Linked DNA regions of Mus musculus: regions 2 and 3 are each linked to region 1. Evidence: chromatin contacts called from public Hi-C and promoter capture Hi-C data. All regions are on one chromosome and are shown on one strand. The core of a region is the stretch at or near the end of the contact, and the rest is flanking DNA. Distances in the headings are between cores, read along the strand shown. Region 1 holds the start of Bet1 (Bet1 golgi vesicular membrane trafficking protein). Region 2 holds the start of Pon2 (paraoxonase 2). Region 3 overlaps Pon2 (paraoxonase 2).

Region 1 (3,667 bases), core at 601-3,100:
AGTAGACAGCAGCAGTGCTACCCTCCAACATCCCACACATCCCTTGGGTCTCCTAAGGTCATGCATATCTTGAAGGCCATGTTTTACTACCTGGACTTATTTTATCACAAGAATTTCATTCATATATGTATCATTAACTATAGAAGCCACTTATTCTATATACAAACCTGCTTTGTTGGTAGTTTGGAAGGAATGTGCCTCATAAAATTCTGTCCTTTCTTTCCTTTCCCTTGAGATATCATAGCTACAAACTACCCAACTTCCTCTCCTCTCAACATCACTGTTATTTGAAATGGTCCACTTTACTCAGCCTTGATGCATATATATGTACATCAACCCACTTTATCCCTCTCTACCTATCTCTGTCTCTCTGTGTATAAATCTATACCAACCTCCTTATCCCTATCTACCTATATCTTTCTGTCACATCAATCTCATTCATATATTCCCATTTCTTTCCTCTTCTTCTATGAATTATGACCTTGAATAATCAAAAAATGTTTCCTAAGACAAATGCAAGTTTATGGTTATGCAGCCAATGTAGTGACCCTGTGCCCTTGCTCAAACCCCCACACTTGTTTGGTGTGCCTCATTGTTCTGAAACTCTTAATAATTTTTGTCTTTGATCTTGTATCATGCAAATGAAGTCTAATGGCATAATATAACATGCTCATGTGCAAATGATATATTTGTAATAAGTGTTTTTATTGTTCTTCATTAATATGCTCTGGATTCTGATAGCCCTCTGACTCATCAAATTTTGCAAGATATTAAAAGCTACAAGGTGAAGATGGCATGTTTATGCTCGAGTATGAACACTTATAGTTCCCATAGTCACATGTTGTACTTGAATAAGAACTTGTGATAAAATCATCAAGGATCTTTGTTATATCCCCATACTCATCTCACATTCTGTATTAGTTGAATTGAAAATTATCACATAGCAATAGAAGCAAAGAAGGCGGAACTTAGACTCTTTCTTTCAGCCATCAAACCACAGTAAGCTGAGGGCAGAGTGTTAGTGCAATGTGTTTCTATTATGAAGTATAATGTGTGTAGTGAGGTGGTTCAGCAGCTAAGGGTACTTGCTGCATATGTAGCAGAGGATGGCTACATGCTCCATGGAAACAAGTATGAGGTATTTGTGTGTACGTTTTAAAAGCTCTAAGTAGGGTGGAGTGTTTAAAAGCTAAATATCACAGTTCTTTCCAGACTTAGATCAAATGCGTTAGGAAGCTGAGACTCCCCACTTCCCTACCCGGAAGTTCTACTGCAAGGATACATACATACATACATACATACACACACACACACACACACACACACACACACACACACACACATATATATATATATATATATATGTGTATATATATATATATTTTTTTTTAACTATTCCACTGGGCAGGATCAGGAAGGAAGAGGATTGATTTTCCTTTCCTGCTAAGAGGCTCAGACAGTAAGATGAGACTCTGTTTGAACAAAGTTTGCACTGACTTTCTCACCTCTGACTTTGGGTGAGCGGGAGTGCAAGGGAAAATCATGAAAGAGTCAACCATCATCCCGGCTAGGGAGGGGTAACTCTCCCAGGTTAAAGTTGGCACTAACATCAAAAAGTGCCATACTAAAAGTTCTGGATTAAGTAATGACCCAGAATAACAGGACTAGAGCCCCAGCAGCTGTCGCTGCCCTTCCGGAAGCCCCGCCCATTCCAGGCATTGTTCCTACCACGCCCCTCTTACCCAGTGCCCCAGAAGACGGAAAACTACATTTCCCAGAATGCAACTAGTAATCGCATTTCAGGACGCCTATATGTGTCCGAGTGACGACATAAACCGGCGCGGTGTTTAGACTTTACTGATGTCGTGGCGCTCTGAGGCAAAAAGTTGTTGCTCTTAGGAGCCCTGGGACTGAAGCCGAGGTCGGGTGACCCTGGCCCTTTCCTACTCACTCCTCCTTGCCCGCCTTTCCCTCTCCTGGCAGGATGAGGCGTGCAGGCCTGGGTAAGAACAGTGCTGAGGTTCGAAGTTTGGGGACCCTAGGACCTGCTGAGTCGGGAGCAGGGTTGTGGGAGGAGACTACCGGCCCTCTGTCAATGACTTTGGTGTTCAAAAGCGAGTTATTTGGGTTCTTTGGAGAAGGTTCTCTTCCTGTGTCCTAGTTCCGAACGGTTTCCTGAAGTTGTATTTAGACAAAAGTTTAAACCTATATGCTAGGTTGCACAGAGCGGTGAATTGGTTAGCATAAGTTTTTCTTTTTCTATGTGCTAGTTTGGGGAGTAACCCAATTTCCCAAGCCTTGCTGTTTCCTTTGCTTTACTCATTCTGGATCTTAACTTTTTTTTTTTTTTTTTAAGAAATGACATTTGGGGAGTAGTAAGCTTTAAGCCCACTAATAATGATGCGTTAGTTTGATAACCGTGAGTTACAAAGGTGAATTTACGTGTCCTTATTGTTAAAGTGCCTGTTATGAAAGGTCTGGGTCAAAGGCGAGTTACTTGGAACACTTCTGACCTAGACCTTGTCCCACTGCTAAGGCAGTAGATGTTGGTTTTGATGACTTAAATGGGTCAGGGGAAGGAATAGCTTAGTAATAACTGAAGTTCTTTCTCTATTAGCCATGTCTTAAAGAAGGAAGGGCAGAATGCTTGAAAAAAATGTGTGAAATATTAAAAAGGATGTTGCTGTTCTGGCAGACATTGGAATAGTAAAAAAAAAAATAGTTTTTAAAAATTTGAGGTGTTAAAGCCAGTGAATGGACAAACACTTAAAGTTAGGTATGAAAACTAAAGCCTCTTTTGCAACTCATAATTCACGGCTTGTTATGGGTTTTGATTATGTAAGAAGGAACACAATATTCATGACAGTGCAGAGACATGGTAGTAGTTTCAATAAGGTTGGTTATAGGAATAGAATGTGTGGACTTTAAAACCACTGAAAAATAAGGGCCTTGAATGGTGTCAGTAATATAGATTGACAGGGTTGTCAATAAGTAGTTGCATGTGAAGAAGTTGTAAATTTAGTTTTATGAATCCTTTCAGTCATTGAAAGAAATTAGTTCATCTCAAATAACCTAAAGAACTATTTTCAAACATGATTAGTCATATATGCCTACATTTTTCCAACACTAATAACAGCAGACATTTATTGTGACGCACCATGTGCTTCCCAAAGCTTTCAGGGTTACTGTGGAGCAGAAGATAAATTGCTGCGGAAGCAGATGACAAAGTACGATCCAAGGTGGTAACTTCATCCCAGTACAGGTTAAGTTCATCGGATAGTAAATGCAGTGGGGGCTTAATAATCCATGGCTCACGGTGGGCTTCCTGGAGCCGGAGAACCTGAAGGATGCTGGTGACTGTGAGGGTTGGGAGAAGTAAGTCCCAGATGAGAAGATGGCCAAACAAGATTCAGGGTAGTTATGAATGATGTATACAAGAGGTTGTGGTGATGAAGTCACTCTGAGTGAAGCTAGGACCCTGAGGCACCCGAACGATCTGACTATTCAAGGACTTTACATTCATCAGTAGGCCACTGGCCTATTGGAATTTTGTTTGTGCTGTACTGTTTTTAATACGTGCAGGTCAGGGATTTGACAGTAGGTTTCTATCTCTGACTTGTATTGTATGTTACAATTACTCAGAAAGATGTTAAATTAGATTTTCAAT
Region 2 (3,667 bases), core at 739-3,238, 1.2 Mb before region 1:
TCAGACTAGTTTTAAACCCAATATTCTCCAGTCTCTGTTTTAGCTTCATGGTGAGATTCCAGTCAGTCACCAGCCCTGGCCCTTTATCTTCCTTTGAAAGAATGTTTCTAGAGCTTTCTGATTTGCTGTGCTAAGATCACACCTAACTCAGAGATGCCATTAAGGGCACAGGGTGGCTCCCATGCCAAGATGAGAAGGGCTGTGTCATTACTGTATTTCTGTGGCATACACTCACTTTCAAAGCACTTCGATAATCACATTTCAGTGCACTTGATCCCTTTGGCAATCCTACCCACCTAACTGTGTGCCCTGACAAACAGTATTTTGCGAAGTTATCTGTGATGGAAAGTGCATAAAAAGTACATCTTCTGGGACTTTGAAAGAGCAATTGTTCAGCTGTCTATCAGACAGTGGATACATCCCAGAGTCCCTTAGGGCTGGTCACAGATGTGTGGAACAGGAAGATCTCTTTCTTTTCCCTTTGGTGAGGGGCCAGGTACAAACCGGCATCTGCTTTTCCTTAATGGTTGGTTACAAAACAGAAACCTGGCCTGATGTGCCAGCATCTGCTGGTAATCCTCACGAGGGCAAGGCAAGAGAGCCTCAAATCTGAGGTCACCTCGAGCTGCAATAACAAAACACTGTCAGAAAAGGATGGTCCCCGGGAACTGACTGTGTAGCTTCTGCAAACATTGCAGGTGGGAATTAAGCACTGGGAACAATTAGGAACTGATTTCAAGTTATACCCAGTAGCTGTCGCAATCTCAACGAGTGCCCTCCCTCTTTATATTTTTATAAGTGTATATCAATAAGTATTAAAATGAAAAGGGAGAAAGAAGAGAAAATTGATTAGTACTCCAGTGAGTCCCGAGTTTGTGGTGTTTTAGTCTAAAATCTTTTTTTTTTTTTTTGGTTTTTTTTTTTTCGAGACAGGGTTTCTTTGTGTAGCCCTGGCTGTTCTGGAACTCACTCTGTAGACCAAGCTGGCCTCAAACTCAGAAATCCACCCGCCTCTGCCTCCCAAGTGCAGGGATTAAAGGTGTGCGTCACCACACCTGGCTATAAATCTTAATATAAAAGGATGTAATTCCAACTCTAACTTCTTATATAAGACCTGTCCAGAACCACTTTTTTCCCATCTAAAAGAAGAAAAAAAAGGAAAGGAATATTTAAAATGTCTGAACGAGAGAGATGTCTCAGCACTAAGAACACTGGCTGTATTTCCTGGTGTAGTGGGCACCCTTTTCTGACCTATGTGGATACCAGGCATGAATGTGGTGCATATACTTACATGCAAGCAAAACAACCATGCATATGAAATAAAGAACTAAGGCAAAACATATTACTCTAGGCAGGGCCTTGAGTGGCCCAAGAACTTGGCATATGGAGGTAGACAGATCAGAAGTTCCCTACCAGCCTGGACCACATGAGACCTTATGTTCAAAACAATAAGAACATTTAAAAGTACAATTTTAATAGATTTCATATATATATATAATATACTTTCTGTGTTGTTTAATAATTACTATCTAAATATATTTTATATTTAAATATAGAAATGTTATACACACGTATGTGTAATAACAAAACTAGTGTATGACTGTAGATATGGCTCAGTACTAGCCTAATATGAACAAAGTCCTGAGTTTGTTTCCTAGCTTCTCAAAGCCAAAATTATACACAACAGAGGGGGAAAGTATCCTCAAACACCAGGCCAAAACAGCAAAAAGCAAGCCCAAACTTAACTAAATTAAGGGAACTCCGCAGAGGCCACCCTAAAGTTTTCAGGGAGCTGAGCAGGTGCAGCTGCGCGAGGATCGGAGGCTTGGCGGGGTGTTTGTGAAAGGAATCAAGTTCAGTTGGGTTCCCACGCGGGCATGTGCGGATGTGCTCCGAGGACGAGGCGCCGGGCGGAGCCTGGGCTGCAGAGCCGGCGCTCGGGGCGGGGATCGGGCGCGGCTCCGCGCTCGGGGCGGGGAGCTGGCCCAGCGTCCGGAGCTGCTCGGTCAGGCCCGAGCCAGACGGCGGGCCGGTCCCGCACCATGGGCCGGATGGTGGCTCTGAGTTTGCTGGGCATCGGGCTGGCGCTGCTGGGCGAGCGGTTCCTAGCGCTCAGGTAGGTGCTGCCGAGGGTCCCGGGTCGGGAGTCCCTAGGCTGGGACCGCCGAGCTGATTGGGGCGCTCGCGCGGCGGGTGGGAGGGGGTGAGAGGGGGGGAGGTAACTGGAGAGAGAGCTTGTTTAGTTCGGGGGGGGGGGGGGACCGGATGGAAGGAAGAACTTCGGATAGCTACCGGTGCTCCGTTTAACCGACCCAGTCCACTTCCACCAAGACCTAGACACTTTGGGAAAAAGTTTTCCAGCGCTTGCTGGTGCCGAGGTTCCTCTGCCTAGGCTGACAAGAGAGAGCTTTGCAAATTCCCCAAGGGCAAACCCAGTGCTTTAATTTGAAAACAAAACCATTACTCATGCGTGGACGCTCTAATTATACAGCTTCATTTTAGGTCACTGGTGCTGTTCTGCTCAGCCGGAACCCATCCCTCCCCAGCATTAATAGTTGGTGAAACTTCAGGGTTTCCGTCTTGGCGCTGGAGATCAAAGACGCTTGAGAGAGACAGCTACTGTTCTTACATCATTTCCTTATTTATTGACCAGAGTCCCAGAAGCAGAGCGAGCGATTGTTTGTTCTGGGTAGACATCATACTTTCAAGTTACCAATTCAAACTTTATAAACTTCTTGCAAAAGTGTTCCGGAACAGTAGTACTCAGCTCCTTATAGGGTTAAAGAGAAAAGACAGTCTTCTGTAGGCGTTCTGGGAGGCAACGTAGACTCAGATGAGGAAGGCGGGCAAGTCTGAAGGGTGTGCTTCACACTGGGCCTCTCTCTAATAGGCAAAAGGGAAGCGCCGGCACTCATTGGTTGTTTAGCAGCAAACTGCTATGAGTCTTGCATTGTACAAATAAGCCCGAAGGGCACAGCAACGGGGCCTGGATATTGGGATCTCCCGGAGTCTTGACGTCCAAGTAGCACCATGTGAAACATTCTAATTCAGTTGGTTCTGATAGGGCATCGGCCTTGGGTTTTGGGTGCTTTTCTAAATTTTAAATGAATTCTTGGTTTTGAGACGAAGTCTCACTGTGTATCCTCTGTTTTGAAGCTCAGTCTGGTCTCAAAACTCAGGATTCTTTGGTCTCCTGACTTCTGCTATTATAGGCACACGCCAGCATGACAGTCAGATTTCCTTCTCTTCTCTTCTCTTCTCTTCTCTTCTCTTCTCTTCTCTTCTCTTCTCTTCTCTTCTCTCCTCTCCTCTCCTCTCCTCTCCTCTCCTCCCCTCTCCTCCCCTCTCCTCTTCTTTCTTCCTTTTATCTTTTTTTTTTTTATTTTTAACGTTTATATCTTTGCTAATAATGTGCAGTGTAGCTCAGGGACAGAGCACTTGCCCAGAATGCACGAAGCTTGGGATTCTAGCCCCAGCACCACACTACAAAATCACAACACGAAGCACACCCCTCTCTTAGCAATCCTCTTGTACAGTATGCATTAAGCATTGAGAGATGCTGGACTAGGCATGGGGAAAGCACTTTGGGAATGATAAAGGAGACCCAGACTGCATCCCCAAGAATGAGAGTCAAATCAAAGTATAGCACATCTTGCAAGGCAATTCC
Region 3 (3,667 bases), core at 316-2,815, 1.2 Mb before region 1:
TTTGCCCTGTGGTTAGAACACAGCATATGAATGTTTGTTGAGTGCCATGCTCATGACCTGTAATGGTTAATAAAACTTGTGGATATAAATATTGACAGTATCTGCCTATCAAATGGTCTTTGACTACAAGGAATACGGGTGCTGGACCAACATCCCCATGCACACGAAATCACCTTTTTATGATAGGCACAGAGGTAAGGATGAACTATTTGGGGAAACTTTAGTAGTTGTGCACTTGACAATAAGCTCTGCAAGAGTAGAGACTCCTTCCTGCTAGTGCTCTGTCTTCCTTCCCACAACTCTCTCTCTCTCTCTCTCTCTCTCTCTCTCTCTCTCTCTCTCACACACACACACACACACACACACACACACACACACTGCATTGCTACCTCTATCATTATTGGAAATGTACTCGGTAACATTTTAAGAATTTTAGATGTATATCTATCATATATCATATTATAATGTCTTTCTGGCTTAAGGAGTAGCAGGCATTTACCCCATAGCATACAAGATGCATCTTCTGTGGAGAAGAAAGATAGTTTACAACTTACTGCATTTGTAAACTCTTCTTTGTCTATATTATAGACAAGCTTTTACATACTGACAGTTTAGTACAATACCCGTATCTATGTAACAAAATGCGAAGAACTGGTTAGGTTAAACTTAGCTTAAGAATCAAAACAATTTAATTTTCTAGAGTTATAGCCTAAGACAAAGCTTTCAATTTCTCAGTTGCTTTTCTCCAATGCTGCCCTCCTCCCTCTCCCTTTTCCCCCTCCTTTCCTCTCTCTCTCTCTCCCTCCCCTCCCCCTCACTCTATTACTCTTTCCTGAGTTAGTTTTGGATTTAGAGCTTCTCCATCTACGATACAATCTACCCATGTAAAAAAGACACTGGCAAGTTCCAAACCATGAGAAACATATTTGTATTCTTTTTTATTTCTTTTTATGGCACATAAGAATCGAAGGCCCAAAGATTTCATATAACCTGTAAATTATTTTTCAGTGTAGTATCTTTTGTTTTTTTCCTGGGTTATGGGTTAGAGAAGTGAATCAAAATTTCAGAAAGAAGCAGGGTGGGGTGGTATAGGCCTGTAATCCTGAAACTTGGGAGGCAGAGGCAGATGCAGATGCAGATGCAGATGCAGAAGCTATCGTAAGTTCAAGGCCACCTTGGTCTATTTTGAGAATTTCAGACTAACCTGAGCTAAAGAAGAGGTTTCTTTAGATCTTTCTATTATGTGACAGTCTGGCAGAGGGTCAGGTGATCAATCAGGTGACTGCTTTTCTCGTTGTCATTCAGGGACAAAGGTTGAATGAAGTAATAAAACTGTCTCCAACATATTGCTTCCATTTTTGTCCAAGACTACAACCTTGTTTGCTGCCATTTCACTGCAGGATAGAGTAAGAAAAGAATGTACATAGATTTTTTAAATTGTATTTTGCCCAGTAACTGTGTTTATTTTTTATCCTAATGTCCTATTGACCTGGGCTTATACATGTGGTCATCAGTGCTAGCAAGAAGCCAGTAAGCCGTGGCAGCCGTGTTGCCAGGTGTCTGTTGCTAAGAAGGAACCAGGAAAGTATGGAACCATGAAACCACTGGGCTTCTCTCACACAGACGGTCGACAGCTGCTGAAATAACAAGAAACAAAGAAGTGTGAAACCAAGAAACATCTGGCCTTCTCTGAGACAGACAATTGCTGAAGCAAGAAGGGTTAAAAGCAGATGTGCTAAGTGAGAATTCCCAGAGAGAGGTTTTTAAAGGAGGTTTTAAAAATAGAGTTCAATATTTGAAGTGATAATGATTTTAGTAAACAAAAAACATTTGGGAGAAAAACCTCAAATTTGGAATTGCCCGTGACTGAATTTACAAAGTGAAATTTATCTGTCCTTCATTCATGTTGATTTCTCATTGTGTGGAAGTAAGAGGACAGCTCTGGAGAGTGGACCCTGTAGATCCCAGGACTCAGGCTCAGATAGTTCGGCTGTACGACAAGCTCTACCCACTGAGCTACCTAGTTGCTTAAGTGTGGTGTTTTTAGAGAGAAACCACATTTCTCTAATGGAAAGTTCACCAAATAATGGGCTGATAACTTTTAGGTCAGACCAAAAGACTCCAATTCCCAGCAGGAGAGTGATTGATTGGTTAATTGATTCATTGATTGATTTCCAATTTGCTTAACCTTTCAAAGACCCCCCTTTTTTATATATAAAGTATGGGAAAATAATTCAGCTTCTCAGTGTTCTAAAATTATGTGAGATTATGAAAATTGCTTACAAATAGCTCATAGTTTGCATACATTGAATTACATCAGCAGCTATCTCCACTGATATTGCTACAAGGGAGGAAGCTTTTCCCTGCAGAAATCATCACTGACGTGGTGATGTGAGATGGTCAAAACCTGCTGTGAGATTAGCTCTAGACACAAACATGGGCAAGTAGATTCCGAAAATGTCCCACAGTGTGCAAGACATGAGTATCAATTTACTCGCTAAAACTGGGCCACAGGATAAACAGAAAGAAGGTTCAATGTGGCTGAAATGAGGTGTCGTTTGGAGTGGTCTCCTTAGTTATTCATGCACTACTGTTATTTGTGAGAAATTGCCTCGTTATCTTATGAGGTATTGATTCGTTTACTTATGCATGCATTTAGTGTTAGGTTTGGTGCCTGAGCACAGGCCCACTCAGCCAGGCATGAATCCTCTCACAAAGTGATACCAGGAGCCTGTAGAAAATGTGAAAGGCACAAAGGGTAAATTAGAAAACGAGTCACTCATCATTTTCCCACTCAAGACACAGGGGTGATGTTATTGTCACAATTTTTTATGTGTATGAATTTGTACATATTGAAGTTACATTTTCTGAAATGATTTTCAGGGGGAAAATGTTAATTAATTGACTTCCTACTACGCAGATGCAGAAAAAAATACCCACACTAGAATTGTGTCTGTGTGTGTGTGTGTCCCTGTGTCTGTGTGTATCTGCCTGTCTGAATGAACCTGAGTATAGACCACCTGTGGCCAATGATAACTAACTTCTAAACTCCTAAACTTATTTAAATATTGTGAGTCTTTCTTTTTGTTCAGTTCAAGCATGGACATCAAAGCTGACATTAATAACATAGCATCCAAAGCCACAGATTGAACATACAAAGATGTCTGGTGATTCTTAGACATTTGGGGTTTATCACAGACCCTTACATGATCTTCTATAAACCAAGGACTCTTGTCACAGAAAGATCTCATCTGCCTCTGTACAAGCCATTTTTCAGTGCACAGAACATCGGCAGGTTCACTGGATCTTGAAGCCTATCTGTAGCCCTTCAGAAACCCAGCTAGGGTCCCTTCCCACCTCTAGAACATGCTTAAGTGTCTTTGTATAAGCCTTCATTCTGAAGACCAGGCAGAAGGGTCACTGTTATAATCTAAACTTTCTTATGTTCTTAATTATGTTTTGCTTTTGTGTTCTATAACAGAGTAAAGAATACTGGGGTGGGGGGAAGGTTTGCACCCGTGGGTAGAGTTATAAATCAAGACCAGATGGTGACATAAATGTTGTTTTTATTTTGACAGCATAGAAATATTCTTAGCTATGACCTTTGGAGTGGTCTTAAGGAGGAAGATTGAATCTTGTGGACTGAAAGAATGTGCAATGATTTAGC

Evidence for each region. Promoter capture Hi-C pulls out the DNA fragments that hold promoters and counts their contacts. A called contact is a pair of places that touch in the nucleus more often than the background predicts.
Region 2: a Hi-C map of cardiomyocytes shows a contact between it and region 1, with 2.8 times the contacts expected there. The contact joins the promoter of Pon2 here to the promoter of Bet1 in region 1. A contact is called at or near these places in 5 of 39 promoter capture datasets (the 3T3-L1 cell line, the C10 cell line, hippocampal neurons and 2 more), 4 of 484 Hi-C or Micro-C datasets (B cells, CD4 T cells, cardiomyocytes and 1 more), 4 of 115 datasets of contacts at active chromatin or transcription factors (T-cell acute lymphoblastic leukemia, astrocytes, large pre-B cells and 1 more) and 2 of 9 other capture datasets (adipose tissue and liver).
Region 3: a contact with region 1 is called in a promoter capture Hi-C map of pre-B cells, with 4 times the contacts expected there. The contact joins the enhancer-like site here to the promoter of Bet1 in region 1. A contact is called at or near these places in 5 of 39 promoter capture datasets (the 3T3-L1 cell line, the C10 cell line, hippocampal neurons and 2 more) and 1 of 115 datasets of contacts at active chromatin or transcription factors (large pre-B cells).

Annotation. Positions count from the first base shown.
Region 1 is chr6:4,085,113-4,088,779 of GRCm38.p6, reverse strand. It overlaps Bet1 (Bet1 golgi vesicular membrane trafficking protein), which reads left to right and starts at 1,850. Exons shown (of 4, transcript NM_009748.3): 1 at 1,850-2,003. The coding sequence starts at 1,985.
Region 2 is chr6:5,296,661-5,300,327 of GRCm38.p6, reverse strand. It overlaps Pon2 (paraoxonase 2), which reads left to right and starts at 1,988. Exons shown (of 9, transcript NM_183308.3): 1 at 1,988-2,116. The coding sequence starts at 2,043. Gm52887 (a long non-coding RNA gene) reads right to left here and starts at 41. Exons shown (of 4, transcript XR_003956397.1): 1 at 1-41.
Region 3 is chr6:5,278,724-5,282,390 of GRCm38.p6, reverse strand. The region is part of intron 2 of Pon2 (paraoxonase 2); the gene reads left to right. Among named protein-coding and RNA genes, the nearest start is that of Pon2, 18 kb to the left of the region's middle. Within about 2 kb of position 1,565, at least 26 of the 459 cell types and tissues checked have an H3K27ac peak or open chromatin away from gene starts, as enhancers often do. A contact at or near this core is called in pre-B cells, where this site is marked.